2 separate regions of the Mus musculus genome follow, and region 2 is linked to region 1. The links are chromatin contacts, called in public Hi-C maps. All regions are on one chromosome and are shown on one strand. Each heading gives the region's core, a stretch centred on a gene start, on an enhancer-like site or on the middle of the called end of the contact. The rest is flanking DNA. Distances are from core to core; before and after follow the strand shown.

Region 1 (4,641 bases), core at 997-3,496:
CTACAAAGGAGACACCCAAAGCTCTGCAGCCTCAGAGAGCATTTAGTACATTATGTACCATGCCACATTTCTCACATCCCCAAAAGTAAAACACAAAACAAAACCCTAAAACTAAAACCATGTTGAATGCATCATTCCTCACAAATATCTCCTAGGTCTCATCTCATTCCTTTAAAATTTATAAATACAATTCACATAATTCTTAATTGACAGCTCATCATAATTGATTATTTTATTAAGATAGTTGATTAATAACTGAAACCAGAGGTAAAGTAACAAATTCCAAAGGCTTTTAAAGGCATAATATTTAAGGCTATTCAAATCTCTGGATGAAGAAAATCCCTTCATACGCACTGCAGTACAAAGACTATCAGGGCATTTTAATGGTATGGAAATGTAAATGGAACATTTAATTCGTGTCTGAGTACATGACAGCATGTGTTCCTGCTCCAGAGTTTATCGTGTTCTGTGTTCTCTACTGTAGGAAAAGCAAGAGGCCACACTGTAAGATCTGAAGTTTATGCTACTTCAAAAGTGATCATTTCCCCCAAAGGTAGTTTTCTTTATTTTTATTTAAAAAATACATTTTTAGAATATAAATCTTCATTAAAATAAAAGAATCAACTATGTGCTTTTGGAGAAATATTCACAAACAACTCTCAGACCTTTGAGAAATAATCTAACTCGAATCACCAGTCTAAATAGGTCATTTAACTGAGAAGAATTAAAATTAGCAGTGTAGGGTCAAGTGTTTCCCTGAAACATATGCAGCCTGCCTGTCCTATTCTCTTCAAAGTCAAATCAGAGGAAAGTACCATGAAGAAGCGCAATGAAGAAGTCTACCGAACATCTCAGTTATTCTGCTTCTGAAATGTCAACAAAATTAATGAGAGTAAAAAGGCACAGAGCAGGGGATAAATTCGAGCTGGGGAGGGCAGAGTGACCACAGGAAATAAGCTCTTTCTGTGCAGCAGGATGACAGGATGCTCGTCCCTGCGTCTCACACACAAACTTTCACAGTAAATGCAAATGCAATGCAGCAAGACAAACCTCAAACAAGCACTTCAGTCCATGCTAAGCTTCACTTCTTCGATGAAACTAACAAGAACAAGAACCTTTCCTGATACAGATACAGAGCCTGAGATCCCAGCACTAGAAGGCTGAGGTGAGTGCACCAGGAGTTTGAGGCCAGCCTCTGCTGCACAAAGGGACCCGGCATCCCAGAATAACAGGAACTTTAGCTTGTCCCAACATCTTTCAGCATTTCCTCATCTTACACATTCTGATAAGCTCAGTAATGAAATCTCTCTTCTCCCAGAAGCCTTCAAAACATTATAGAATAAACATTCCCTTAAGTCTAAGATACTTAAATACTGATGATAATAATAAGTCATAAATAAAGATGTTTAACTGCTGGAGACATTCAAGATCCCTCCATTCCAAAGGGCTTCATCAATGTGTCGAAAAACAAGGACCCTTGACTTTAGACTGGAAGGCAGGAGAGGAGACAGAACAGAAGTGCAGTAAGCACGGGTGTTGTTTCCGGACTCTTCAAAGCCACCAGAGAAGGCACTCCACATTCTTTCTTAATTGAAAGTAACTTTGATGCTGGCGGATGTGGGGAAGGGAGTCCTATCATAGCCTCAGCTGGCAACAGTACACTGAACAGAGGGAAGATCACTGGTGCTAGTGAAGCCAGTTTTCTCCTCGCCTGCTTTCCTAACACCCCTTCCCCAAAATGAGGTCTTGAGAAATCCCCATTCTCCCAAGACGTCTCTGCCTGTTTAGAGATGAAATGGAAGGACCTTGGCTGACAAGGAGACGCTGGAGGTGTGGCATCGAGGAACTGCTAAGGAACACTCTACGCTACATTTTTTTTTTTCTTTTTAAGAAAACCGGGGGAGGGAGGGGTGCCTAAACAAAATTAGGATTTACTCATCACCAGATGGATGATAAAATATTTATGGTTGCCAAAGACAAATTTACACGCCCCCCCCCCTTCCTCCCAACACTCACACACCCTGAAGCAAAGGCGGAAATAATCCAGGGAAGGGCAGAACAGGTTGGCTTGCTCTAAATCCTCTTTTCACCCGCTTGTACCAGACTCCCCTAGTCCCCAGCTCACGCACATAAACACACACACACACACACACACACACACACACACACACACACACACGGAGCCCAGCCTCTAAGTGGCCACTTCTCCGCCCCACTACCCCATCATTAGTTCTGAGCGGACTCTGCCCAACAACTGCTCAGCCTCCAAGGCGTCCCTATGGGTGGCGTCCCTAGCATCCAAGAGGTTCGGAAACGCCTGGGGACCTGGCGCCAGTGCCAAGGTTGAGGAACCTGGGGGTTCCTCCTTCCACGCCTTCAACCTGAGAGAGGATTAAGTTGTCCCGGACTGGCAGAGCTCAGGAAGCGGTCCCTCCCACTCCAGCCTCTCTGGAGCTCGGACACCCAGGGGTCCCCTGCCTCCGTGGAGGTGAGCGCGCACTCACCGGAGGTGAGCTGCATCCAAGCACAGATCTTGTACACGGTGGCTGTGTTGCAGAAGAAGAAGAGGGTAAAGCAAACGATGCAGGCGATGATGAGCATCATGGAGAGGCCGATGAAGAAGGAGGCGGCTTTGAAGGCGCCCGAGGGCAGCGTGGAGAAGTCCGTGAAGCTACCCCTGCAGGTCAGCTCCCGGGAGAAGCCGTTGCCGATGCAGTAGTGGAAGAGCCCGAAATAGCCGGCTTGCGGGGTGTCCACGCCGTCGCCGATCCAGTAGGGCTGGATGAAGCACACCACATTGACGATGGCAAAGCAGATGGTGAAGATGGCCCACAGCACGCCGATGGCCCGCGAGTTCCGCACATAGTTGGTGTGGTACAGCTTGGCAGCCTCCTGAGCCGGGAGCATCGCGGCGGCGGCGGCGGCGGCTCCGGGCATTCTCCCCCTCCTCCTCCTCCTCCCGGTCCTCCGCCTCCCCCCGCCTCTCGGCGCGCAGGAGACACACTCGCCGAGCGAGCGGCGTGCGTTGCAATTCCCCTGCCTCCGCCTCAGCCCAGCAGCACCAGTTCTAGAGTCTGCACCCTCGCTCCCGGAAGGAGGGAGGGGGAGCGTGGAGCACCCCTCCGGCTCGCCAGGCACAGCCTCCCGCCCCCCTCTTCCCTCCCTCCTGGACCCGGCTCCAGCCCTGCTTTGCACCCTCCACTCCTCTGCTCGTTGCTGCAGCTGCTGCAGCTGAAGCCTGCGAGCCCTCACGCCCCCTTACTCTTCATCTCGCCTTTGACCCTCTTTCCTGTAGGCTCTGCTGGTGCCCCAGGTCACAGAGGATCGCGGCTACCAGGAGATGCTTCTTAAGTGCCAGGAGCAAGAGAAGCAGACGTGGAGTTATAAGAGCGCGCCCAGAGGAATCCTAGAGGCACTCCCTGGATCCTGGAGGATGTGCTGCTGGCCAAGAGGCTGATCCTGAGCTTTTCATCACCGCACAGGAACGTGCTTTGACCTCTGCATCTCTGCAGGGAAAAAAAGAGGCAGCCTTATGGCAGGTGTAGGTGAGAAAGGAAGAGAGATGTGGTTCCCGGGGAGGTATCCCTGTTAAAACCACAGAATTGCCCCAAGCTAACTCTTAGGTGACCTCAGGTTGGCAGATGGAGACAGGAGAAGTTGGGCAGAAGTCTGTCACACAATAATGTAGAAGTCACGCCTGGAGGGTGATCCTCTATTGTTTCTCGTCCCACTTTTCCACTATGCAACCAAATGAACTATGGCAAATGGAAACCCCAAGCTTCGCTTGAAGTCAAACCTTTTCTCTCCCACGCGGCTTGCAATAGATGGGGCCTGCATGCACAGAAGTAGTTATCACAGAATTTTAGAGTTTGTTTGAAAACATCGGATAATTTGGCAGGTGTTTCATTTATTGCACAAATACTCATTGGCAGCTAGCATGTGCTAAAGATAAAGAGGGATAAAGATAAATGGGATGAGTGCCTTAACAGTGGAAGTATTTCCACCTCTCCCACAACCAAAAGCTCCAGTTAACCCGAGAATTGGTTTTAGTGTAATTTCCCCGGATCGTCTGCAAACAATCTCTTGCACAATTAATGTGTACTTTACACTGTCCCCTTCTCTCATTTACTTTCTCCATTCTTGATACTGCCCTTTTTTACAGCCCTTTCAAAATGAGTTGCTCATTGCTATCTCTATTTTTTTTTTCCTGTGGTCGGTTACTATCTGGTTCCTTCTGAACCGTATAGCAAACCGACAATGCTCAATTGCAGGAATAGATTTTGGTACAAATAATCTTAAACTCCACAATGTAATGCTGCATTCTTTGAGCAGATGAAAGAATGCGCCCATAGACTCATCCAGAAGTCTGTACTATGTAAATTACCCTTCAGTAAAATTGGGCCCAACGTGTAAATGATGGAGATTAATTATGCTCTTGATCTGATACCCTGAGGATTTGCAATTATGGGGGTGGGGGAGTAAAGAGAGGGGGTTTAGGATTAGGGACACAGAGGCAATGAAGGACCTTCTGCTGCAACTATGAACGATTTGAGGTGCAAGTGTTAGAATTACACAGGAGCGTTTCCTCTGCATCCAGCTGCGGAATTACAGTTCAAGATCCGTGAGGCTGAGTTTGGAAAA
Region 2 (4,641 bases), core at 1,529-4,028, 110 kb before region 1:
TAATCAGGAGCAGACTAACCCATGGGAGTTGCTAATTCTGCTTTTCTCAACAGTAATTAGCTCTCTGTAGTGCTTTGTCTAGAGGTGGGAGGTCTGACATTGACCTCCTTCAGTGTAAGCATATCTGTTGGTATTATCATTGTCCAGGTCCTATTTATGCAGAATGTTTGAAGAGAGGCAGTCACTTTTTGACAGTCATGATGCAGAAGTTAGAACAGATCATTTAAAAAAATACTTATTTTTATTTGTATGTGCATATATGCATACCCATGTCTGAGTGTTTATGCAATGTGCATGCAGTACCCATGGAGGCCAGGAGAGGGCCCTGGATCTCCTGGAGCTAAGGATATAGGCAGCTGTGAGCTGCCCAGCGTAAGTCCTGGAACCCAAACTCAGGATCCCTGCCAGGGCAGAGATCACACTTAACCACTGTCCCATCTCTCCAGGCCCTAGGGTGGCTCTTTTAATGATAAGAATAACATGTTTTTAAAATGTCAGATTCCACAAGGAAAATAACTCTGCCTCTTCCCTACCATTCTGACATATTCCTGAGAGTGAGTTCTCATGAAAACTCACAAGAACACAGGAGAGAGAGAGAGAGAGAGAGAGAGAGAGAGAGAGAGAAGAAAATGAGTTGCCTAATAGTATCTATCATGAAAGGATTTTTTTCTTTGACTTCTTTTTGCCTACTTCAGTGTAAACGGGGACAGAAAACTGAAAATAAACCCAGAAGGTTGTCTGAGCCAAACAACTTGGCTGAAATGCTATAGGGGATCGGCCTCCTCATGTGTCACCAAACAAGAGAATTGGGGTTGGCATCTCTGATCGTCAAACAAGATGAAAATCCCCCCCCCCATTTCTATGCTTCCAGGAGGCTAGCAGATGACACTGGAGAAAGGAAGTAGAGTTTGGAGCAATCATCCCCAACCCCTCCTCAAAGGATGATGGGAAAGCCTCAGGGAGAAGTGATTCTCCAGCCCAGGCTTCTGCTCGAGTAAACTACACGTGCATTAGCAACACAGGAGGTAATAGGTACTTTAGATATTTAAATAGGCAAAGACAAGCTCTTACAGCCAAAATGATTTAGGAGGCACTGTCAATTCACATATAAGAAGCAGGAGGACTTTAATTTCCCACTTCTCCATGTCCTACTGAGATTCATTAAACATACTTAGATTATACACTCATCTATACACACCATGTCTCCAGGGTGTGACAGTTTCCATTAAGGCCCAGCAGCACAGTATGGCAGAGGGTGGTGACTCCATCTACATCCTAATGTACTGCTTAATTAGAGATCTCTGCCTCACCCATCACTATAAGAACAAACAAGCACGCCCTCTTCACTAGAGAAGATTCTATGGAATTCCATGGAATTCTATCTTTGAGTTAGAAGTCAACTTCTGAACACCTGCATCTGGGAAGATATATAGCAAATGCCCTCAATTGTAATACCATCCTGAAGGAGATTAGCCCTTCTAAAAGATGTGGGGAAATACCATCTTAGCTTTAATCCAAAGAGCACCTTTGTGAGACAATTCCATTCGTACTGTGTACACACCTGATTGCAGATAGTGAGGACAGACTAAGAGCATCATTTTCAATGGGTCTTATAATTTTGTCAGTAACTTATTTCACATTTAAATGACCAAACAAAAATATTGCCAGAACCTAAACATAAAATCATTTCATTCTATTTTTAAAAGACAATCGAGCATTTTGGTTTCCATCAAAGCTATTCAGTTTAATAGTTTGTGTGCTGTTTCCTGCTAGCTCCAATGCTGAGAGGCTGTTCATAATAGAAATATCTATAAAAACAATCACACCAACTGAGTTTTACATGGAAATAGAGCATTGAACAGTTTCTATACAGTACAGAAATGGTTTTCCAAAAGAGGCTGCAAAAATACTTATAAAGCAGTAGAGGGAATTAGCTGAATGCAGTGGATTGACAAGCTATCAACAAAATAACACACATTTTTCATGAAAATGGCTAAATGACTATTTACTTGATGAACTGCAATGTAATGGTGCTGAAGGAGCCTTTTTTCTGCACTGGCAAAATAATGTGTGTTTACCAAAACTGGGTAATTATAGAGTCATCATATAAAGTACTGTCTGTGCCTGCCAAGGAACGAGATGAACCTGCTACCGGGTAAGGCCTGGAAACTTGGCTCTGGTTATTTCTAACTCTAACACAGCAGACAAGAATGGGCAAACAATATGCAGAAGAATGACTGAAGGAGGAAAAGGTCTTCCTTAAATAAAGATAGAGTCTACCAGCTAAACCCGTGATTCTAATGTTACTGATGTTGAAGATGGAAGGTGTTCACATGGCTTGAAGAGGAAAGCATAGCTTTGAACACATAACCATTTAGTTCAAAATGATATTCTTTTTCATTAGATGTATTTGGAAGACTAACGATAAATCTTATTTTAACTTAAAAGATAGATTCCCTGTGTAAGGGAAATTAGTAATAACATCTGAGAAAGGAAGTTGACAATATTTGATTGTTGAAAGGCAACTCCTTCAGAGAACACACGGACTCTTGGAGCCAATGGAAAGTGTTTATTTGCTGGCCAGCAAGCTACACAAGAAAGTTGCCCAAATCATGTAACTTACTGTTCTTTATATGTGCAAAAATCATATCCTGTGGACACACATCAATTAGCAAGAACTGTTAGCAGTAAACAGAGCTACAGATGCTACACAGCAAAGTGAGGACACTCAGGGGCCTTCCCAGAACTAGGAACTAGGACAGATTAGGTCTTAATTCTCGTTTGGCAGGTGTGATGGTCTATGAGCTGGGCTCTTAGTTCAGAATGGTGCCTTGTTCCTCTAACATGGAGTCAGGTGTGCTAAGGTATACAGTCCAAATTAGCACAGTGCATGGTCTACTTCTCTTTCTGTTGCTGTAATACACACCACGACCAACTACTACTTGGATAGAATAGCTTGGATAGAATATCTTACAGGTTATAGTCTATCATAAAGAGAAGCCTAGGTGAACATGCAGACAGGAACTGAAGCAGAGACCAGACACTCTGGAGGAGCATTACTCGCTGGCTTAATTCTTCTATTTCTCATACAGTCCAGAAACGTCTGCCTAGAAATGGCACAGCTCACAGCAGACTGTGTCCTTCTACATCAATAAATAAAATGCCCCATAGCCATGCCCACCAGGCCAGTTCTGATGGGGACAGTTCCTCAACCGAAGGTCCCTCTTTCCAAAGACGCTAGTCTGTATCACTTTGACAAAAACTAACCAGTAAAAAAAATATATATAAATCCTGGTCATTTGCTTTCAGATAAATAGTTTTTTATATATAGTTAAATCAATGGATACAGAGATTCACAATATATAAAATAATATTTTAATAGATAATTCAAATAGTTAAATGTCTAATATGGGAAGCTTGGGAAAGAATCTCTTTGGGGAACACAGAGGTCAAAATGTAAGGAACATCTGCCGTTGGTGTAATACCTGTCTCAGAATAAGAAGTAGCCACTTCTGCTAAACACTATTAAGAGCTTAATACAGCTCAAAGCAGACAAGCAAACAAACCCCTAAGGGATGTCAGCAGAGGTGAAGACCACTGGCAGCACCAACCTACAAGGAATCTCTCTGGTTCTCTGGGGACAGCATTTGGCATCCTCACGTGTTTTAGTTGACCAACAAGTAAAGTGTTTTAAGCCCCTCTCATGACACTGACAAAGAATAGTTATAACTTTTTCGTTTTAAATAGGAATAATGTAACTTATCACAACTTTCAGAGATAGCACCCATTTCTTCCGATAAATAGTCTTCTCTTTGGTCATATAATAGGGTAGAAAAAAGCGGTGCAAAACTGGATAAAGGCTTCAGTCAAGATCAAAACTGAATTAGTCACAGGCTTTAATATTGTGCCTGCCATTGTAGTGTTTTCTGATCTTCTAAAAATTCACTTAAAGAATTCACTGAATTAGTCAGAGTGGGCATATTGTCTTGGGACTGACATTAGGTGATGGAGTCTGTTCTTTTTGTGTGAGTGTGCACGTGCGTGTGTGCATGCATGTGTGTGCGTGTGTGCGTGTGCATGCATGCGTGTGTGTGTGTGTGTGTGTGTGTGTGTTAAGTTTCTAACAGTGGTTATAACCTAGATGGATTATGATGAAGACTTCCTGCTCAGAAGGTCCATACAGACAGAGAGAACACGCACAACTCTGCAGGATCTGGAAGCATCGTTTCTGGGACCATTTGGATCTTTGGCTTTCTACCTGCCCCTTGCCTCCTGAATTACCAGTTCATCCTGTAAATGACTATCCAGATGTACGAAGGGCAAAAATCACACGCGGAATGTACCTCCTCACCCCACAGAGAACCTGCCTCCTTACCACATGGGGAACTTACTCCTCAAGTCAATTCAACTCAAGTCCGTTTCTACTGAAAATGACTTCTCAAATTCAAAGATATTTTTCTCATTTATTTTTTTTTTGGGCTATTTCCCAAGGATCTCTAGGAAGAACTCATAGAAACTGACCTACACGGCATTTTTTTTCAAACAAGTATCTGCTTTGTACAATAATTCTGTGTCCCTCAGAAAGCATTGACTAAAAAGCCGTCCTAACTGTGAGCACAGTGTCTTCTGACACGTCTGAGG

Evidence for each region. Hi-C and Micro-C count contacts between places; a contact is called where the count stands out from the background.
Region 2: a contact with region 1 is called in a Hi-C map of rod photoreceptor, with 2.3 times the contacts expected there. The contact joins the enhancer-like site here to the promoter of A930003O13Rik in region 1. A contact is called at or near these places in 6 of 39 promoter capture datasets (the HPC-7 cell line, cranial neural crest, embryonic stem cells and 1 more), 7 of 484 Hi-C or Micro-C datasets (embryonic stem cells, frontal cortex, rod photoreceptor and 1 more), 3 of 115 datasets of contacts at active chromatin or transcription factors (embryonic forebrain and embryonic stem cells) and 1 of 9 other capture datasets (adipose tissue).

What each region holds. Positions count from the first base shown.
Region 1 is chr5:22,744,489-22,749,129 of GRCm38.p6, reverse strand. A930003O13Rik (RIKEN cDNA A930003O13 gene) reads left to right here and starts at 2,246. Exons shown (of 3, transcript NR_027362.1): 1 at 2,246-3,545. It overlaps Lhfpl3 (lipoma HMGIC fusion partner-like 3), which reads right to left and starts at 3,076. Exons shown (of 3, transcript NM_029990.2): 1 at 2,505-3,076. The coding sequence starts at 2,937.
Region 2 is chr5:22,857,283-22,861,923 of GRCm38.p6, reverse strand. The region is part of intron 1 of Lhfpl3 (lipoma HMGIC fusion partner-like 3); the gene reads right to left. Among named protein-coding and RNA genes, the nearest start is that of A930003O13Rik, 110 kb to the right of the region's middle. Within about 2 kb of position 2,778, at least 3 of the 459 cell types and tissues checked have an H3K27ac peak or open chromatin away from gene starts, as enhancers often do. A contact at or near this core is called in rod photoreceptor, where this site is marked.